Regions from separate parts of the Dromaius novaehollandiae genome. Here region 2 is linked to region 1. Evidence: chromatin contacts called from public Hi-C data. All regions are on one chromosome and are shown on one strand. The core of a region is the stretch at or near the end of the contact, and the rest is flanking DNA. Distances in the headings are between cores, read along the strand shown. Region 1 overlaps RNF150 (ring finger protein 150). Region 2 holds the start of RNF150 (ring finger protein 150).

Region 1 (3,089 bases), core at 180-2,679:
CAGAAAAAAAAGAAAGATACTAAAAAAACAGAACTGTTTATGCAAATGCCACTGTGTGATTTTGCCATGGTCTTTAGCTAGGTGTTTCACAAATCAAGGTGTAGCTGGCTGAGCAAAGGAAATCTTTTTAATGTGGCGATGAAGGGTAGTTTCCACAGTCAAAATAAGGAAACACGCTCAGTCTGCAGGACCCGGTTTCAGCGCCAGCGAAAACTTCCACCAAAAAACCGCTCTGAGCCTGGTGGATCTGCAGTGAAACAGGAGAGTGTGCGTGGGGGCAACAAGCCTGTCCCCCCTTTTAGCTTTCGAGGACTATGAGCCCTGCACCTTGGCAGCCCCTGTGGTGGCTGACGAGGAGCAAGGGCAGGGGGACAGGGGAGGCCAAAGGCTAAGGTAAAAATGAAACCGGCTCCTGGTGTCCAAAGCAGGTAATTTCACTGTTACACAGCATCGTCTCCTAACTGGAAATTATTTCAGTAAGCTATGCACTGATACAGAAAATAAAATGCATAGGGTAGTTATTTCGCTTGTTTTTTTTTCTTCCCTTTTTAAAATTGGCATTTGCTGGTATGGCTCTGCAGTGTGTGAGAAGAGACATTGCTGGGACAAACTTTGGAGCCATCCCTGGAAACCAGAGTGCTTCTGCTCGATTCATGAACTGCATACAGACCGGATGCCACAATTTTTTTGGTTTGCTTATAAACTACTTCAAACAAAAATAATTCTCTTCTGGAAATGGATGGAATGCATCTTTCTGACAAGTACAAAATCATGTAAAATGTTTACTAAATACAAGGAACATCTTGCTATAAAAATAACAGACCCCCCCCCACCCACTGTCCCCCCTTTACATTTCTAATTACAAAATGGTACAGGCTTTTCAGGTTCCTAACATGAAACAAGAAGTAAGGATGGCAGTATGTACACGTACAAAACATTTAGATAGCTGACATCTGTAATAACTGCATACATTCAGAGCAACAAAGCATCTTTATATCTTTTTTAACACTACACAGGACTAAAGAATGAGGAAATAAAAAAAGGGAAAACTATTTTTTACTTTTTTATTTTCTTTTTTCTTTTTTTGGCATTCACTCCAGTAAGAAATAGCTTCCACCAATTCACAATTAAAGTAGTTTGGAGAGGCGAGATTAATTTCAGATGGAATATTCATCTGCTGGCTTTTCACTCAAAATGCACAACATATTCATCCTTCCTTTTTCACTTCTCTCTTTGAAATATAGCTCATGCTCAGGACTTTTCCTTATTTTTTCAATAAATGCCAAAAAAGAGAAAGTGATTTACCGTTTCCTGGCAGACTGGAAGCTGGGCAGCAGAGGGCACTCGTCTCCCTCCCTCTGCAGTCCCAGCCTGCAGCTGCCATCTGGTACACAAACAAATCCCAGACTAAAAAGTCCATCTGGTGTTCTTGCCACTGCAGGAGTATCAATCAGTTCAGGTAACAGCTTGTTAAAATAAAGGAAGGACTTGTGTTGCAGCAGTTGTCCCTATGTAAAAAGTTCACTAAAACAGCAGTTCCACCCTGATTTTGCCCTGTCCCCTAAAGTATTTCATTATATTGTTTTTCATCACTGCTTTAACAAGGGCAACTCTTTTCTGTCAGACTAGTTGCCCAATATATGCTCAAACATTTTGCCACTACCGAACAAGCGAGTTAACGCACAGTGCTGCTTTATGAAGTAGCGATACATCTTGAGCTGTTAGGCAGCGGTCCCAGTTAGCACTGGTTAGGGAGCAGTGAGGTTCCCCTCAATCTGCCTGAGACCTGGGCTTATCTAAAGCTAAGCCCTTAAGCTGAACTGCATTGCAAGCCAAAGATGTCCATGGGCCTAATGTTAGTTTATGTTGCGGCCCTTTTGCACTACCGGGATGATGTAAAGGACCTACCTGCAAATCCAGCCCTGCCTGCACTGTCAGCGTACTCCTCCCGCTGGGGCTACACAAAGCTGGCATGAAGCTACCGGGAGAAACTGGCTCCTTCCCTCCCTGCTGCGCCGGAGCGGTCCGGCTTGTCACTCGAGATGCCAGCAGCACCAGGCGCGGGCGAGGGTGGCACGGCCTGAGCTGCAGCCGAGTTCCTTCCCCGCACCAAAGGCTCCCACGCGAGCGAGCCTTCGGCAGAGGGGCCGGGAGGGAGCAGGCTGCGTTTCTCCCATTTTGGCCCTGCAAAAGGGATGCGTCACAACAGCAAATCAAGCCTTCCCTCTTCTGCTTAGACAGTCAGCTTGTCCTGGCCCATATTCCTAGCAGACTGGTAACTTTGGCACCTACAAAACCAAAAAGTGGTAAAAAAAATCTCCATTATTGCTAATGAAATAGAAATCAGAAAATTGCTATGGGTTTTCTTGGTTTGCACAGCCTGTAAGGTCTTATTCTCAGCTTATTCCAAACTACATGCGTAGTCATGAGCTTTTCTGTGGACAGCGACCAGGAAGGAACAAGCCACCTACAAACAAAACCAGAGAGAGCCCCAGCTGCACAAGCTGCAAGGCATTTTCCTTTGTTATGCATAACCTCTATTGTCATTTCAGTACAGACTAATTGTCACAACAAGGACTTGCAGTCTTGAGACGTATAACGGCTTGTGCCCTGATCACTGCCTTTTAATCATAAACTTCCCTTCAAGGACTGTAGCATACATTCAAAGGAGGAAAATTGTAAGGCAGAACACTGGAAAATCTATACAATAACTGCACTCTAAGCTGAACGAGGATGGCAAATGAAACACATTTTCTCAAAAATCTATAGCAGCGTACTGCTAATTAAAAATACACAGATGTGCTAAGTTGTCTGCAGGTACCTTCCAGGGCAATCCATCTATATGCAAACATCTTCTGAGCTACACAAATTTTAAAGTGGACAAGGATTACTTTTTATTTAGCAAGAGGGAAAAGAAAGTGGATTTATGGGTTTGAACAATAACTTTGGCTCACAAAATGCATATTCTTTAAGAAAGATTAAATTCAGAGCTGGATCTCTCTCTGGTAGTTGGGTTCATTTTGTTAATAAAACAATTACATATCACAAACTAGTCATGCAACGAGAGACAAAGTACTGATCTTCTTGCA
Region 2 (3,089 bases), core at 293-2,792, 130 kb after region 1:
TGCAAGCCCACACCCTGTCACAGGGTTCACCTGGGGAGATTCGCACCCTACTCCCAATCCCAGACAAAATATCACATGTTCTCACCAAATCAGATACTCAGCATTCCTACTCGGCCCCGCAGCTTTTACACCACCACAGAAAAACAGAAAAGAGTGCGGACTCTGTGTTCCCTATTTTATTGCACCTCTCTCCTGATAACCATAAGCCATAAACATTGCGCTCCTCCTCCTCCGAAGGTCTCGATCACACCTATTCCTACCTGGCACCTGCCGGAGGATCCTCAGGACCCAGCAAAGCCTAGATGGTGGGCTCGGGGTCCCTCCGCTCCTCCGAGCGGCCCAAACTTTACAAGCTCCTGAACTTGGCGCACATCGCTGCCGGCGGCACGCACGTCAATGCCTCGCCAGGGCAGCGCGGAGAGGAGTGCCTGCAGCCCCCCCGGGGGCACCCTGGCGAGGCCCTGCCAGGAGGTGCGAGGAGGACGCCTGTCCAACCACCAGCTCCTGCCTGGGGGGCCGCACCGCGCTGGCAGAGTGGGCCGCCACACAGGCCCCGCCATGGGGAAGTGGGGCCCGGTGGGCACGCGGCGAGGGCAAGCATCGCGCCTCCTGGGCGGGCCACCACTCACCTGCATGGGGCATGGTGATGGTCTCGTTGGCGTTGCTGGAGCCCACGTTGTAGATGACCACGGCAGAGGCGTTCTGGGCGGCGGCGTGGCGGATCTTGTCCCTGTAGGTGCAGTTGCCGCGCGGGATGAGGGCCACCCAGCTCTTGCCCGGCGCGGGGGCGTTGAAGCGGGTGGCGGGGTCGCAGGCGTAGCGGTCGGTGGGTGAGGCAGAGAGGGCCACCTGCCCGCGGGCGTCCTGCTTGGGCGACTGCTCGCCGTAGCGCCCGCACTCGCTCTTCTCGCTGCGGAGCTCGGCGCTGCCGCCCGCCGGGTCGGCGTAGGTGATGTTGACGAAGGCCGTGTACCACTCCTCCTTCTCGGCCACGGTGAAGTCCAGGCACAGCAGATGCACGAAACAAAAGGACAGCAGCCATGTTGAGAGAGCCAGGCTGCGGCACGCTTGGATCACAGACATTGCCATCTTCATCTGCCGGCCCCCCCGGCCGCCCGGCCCGCCCCCGCCGCCTGCCTGCGCTGTGTGTGTGTGCGCGACTGGAGCAGGCGGCGCGGTGCGAGGCGGTGCTGCTCCCGCCGGGCTCCGTGCGGGAGGAAGGGGGGAGGGGAGCCCTCCCCTCCGCAGCCTAATTCATTTCGGGGCCGCCGGGCTCCCTCGGGCTCGCCCCTTCCCCGCCCGCCTCCCCGCCCCGCCGCCTGGCTTCCCTCTGCCCCTCTCCCCTCCCTCGCCCTGCCCGCACAGCTGCCGCCGCCGCTGCCAGCGCAGCGCAGCCGGCAGCCGGGGGAGGAGGTGGGGGGATTTCCACACACACACAGAGGCGCGCGGCCGCCGGCTCGCTCGGGGCCGCGGGCGGGCGGCGCCGGGCGCCCGCGGGGCCGCTGGCTACGAGGCCGAGGGGGGCCGCCGGGTGCGGGAGGAGCGGAGCGGAGCGGAGCGGCGCGGCGGCCCCGCAGCGGCACCTGCCGGCAGACGGGCGGCCCCGGTCCCGGCCCGGCGGCGCGGGGGCACCTCCCCCGTCCCGCTCCCCTCTGGGGTGCGGCGGCGAGCGAGCCCCGCGGCGGCCGTTGGGCTGAGGGTAACGGTCGCTTCGCGCGGGGAGAACGCGCAGCCTGAAAAGCACCAGTATACGGGGTGCTTTTTTTTCAGTCGCACCTCTAAATTTTAATTTATCCTTGATCCCCCCCCCCCCTTTTCTGACTGCTGTAGGACAAATTAAAAAACACGCCCGCACACACAAACTTATGCTCTCTTTGGCTCTTGCTGAAGCGTCTGCGCCTTTTTCTGTCAGCGGCAGCACGGAGGGGTAGGTGGTCTGACAGGAGGTGGGTTCCTCAGAGAAACAGAGCTCTTGGGCTATCCCGAGGACGTGTCTGTTGTTACTGCAAACGCGGACGTTATAATGCAGTTACGCTATACAGTTTAGCGGGGAAAACGCTTGTTAAATGCTTTTTAAATGCTGCTTACGTTTCAGTGTCTGCGTTCAAGCTTTAAAATACAAACTGAATCAATTTCTCACTATACAGCTGTGAATGATGCTGATGAGCGCATTCACCAAAGACAGGTGAGCTACTGACATAAACACAAATGCTCAGTGTGAAACCTTAAAAAATGACCGAGCACTTCTCTGGAAACACTCAAATGCCAAGGACAGGTGCAAAAAAGAAAAGCTTAATCTTGCCTCAGGGAAAGCCCAGATTTGGGAATTTTAATGTATCAGACTTCCAGAGTTACTTTTTTTGGCCAAGACTTAAATGCTTTTCATACCAATATACAACAACATCAAAACACAACTGACTAGATTCATCTATCCCAAACAAGTGAGTAACAAAAATTCCACTTTTCCAGTTTTACTATGTTCAGTAACAGAAGGCCATCTCTGATATTGCCTATGTTAGCCACCTTATGATTAAAATCTACTGCTAGAAGTACCACTCCCTTTGATTTAGGCAAGATGCATAAATATCTCACTAGTGGCAATATTCGCTGGTTTCCAGTTTATAGTTGCAATTGAGCTGAGCAAACAGAGGACAGCCTTATCCGTATTTTATATACACACACACTTGCTGCCTTGCTGGGTTATTTCCTCAAAGTTGAAAAAAGTGAAGTTGGGAGAAAAATGAACAGACAAATATGTGAATAAAGTAGGGAAATTTATAGCGAAATACAATGGGTGACCAAAAAGCTGTAATTCTACCATCAAGCGAGAGGATAACTTTGCTTGAAAGCCCATTCCTGGAGAAGTGAAATCAGCAATTAAGAAAAATAAGTCACTATGTAGAACGAATGCAGAGAAAAGAAAGTAGATGGCAATCAATATTAATTAGAAAGTGTTGAGATTTCATCGGGGAAGCAAAAGCCATCAGGGAAAAATCCATTGCTGGCAGGGCTATGGCAAAAAAGCTTTTGTATGTTTGGAAGAGTACTAAATATTATTACAGGACAAGGCAGGAAGGTATGAATGTTCA

The links. Hi-C and Micro-C count contacts between places; a contact is called where the count stands out from the background.
Region 2: a Hi-C map of brain shows a contact between it and region 1, with 4 times the contacts expected there. The contact joins the promoter of RNF150 here to the enhancer-like site in region 1. A contact is called at or near these places in 2 of 4 Hi-C or Micro-C datasets (brain and liver).

The regions. Positions count from the first base shown.
Region 1 is chr4:35,327,917-35,331,005 of bDroNov1.hap1, forward strand. RNF150 (ring finger protein 150) reads right to left here. Exons shown (of 7, transcript XM_026106141.2): 7 at 1-3,089. Among named protein-coding and RNA genes, the nearest start is that of TBC1D9, 27 kb to the left of the region's middle. Within about 2 kb of position 1,430, at least 1 of the 2 cell types and tissues checked has open chromatin away from gene starts, as enhancers often do.
Region 2 is chr4:35,455,838-35,458,926 of bDroNov1.hap1, forward strand. RNF150 (ring finger protein 150) reads right to left here and starts at 1,543. Exons shown (of 7, transcript XM_026106141.2): 1 at 630-1,543. The coding sequence starts at 1,095.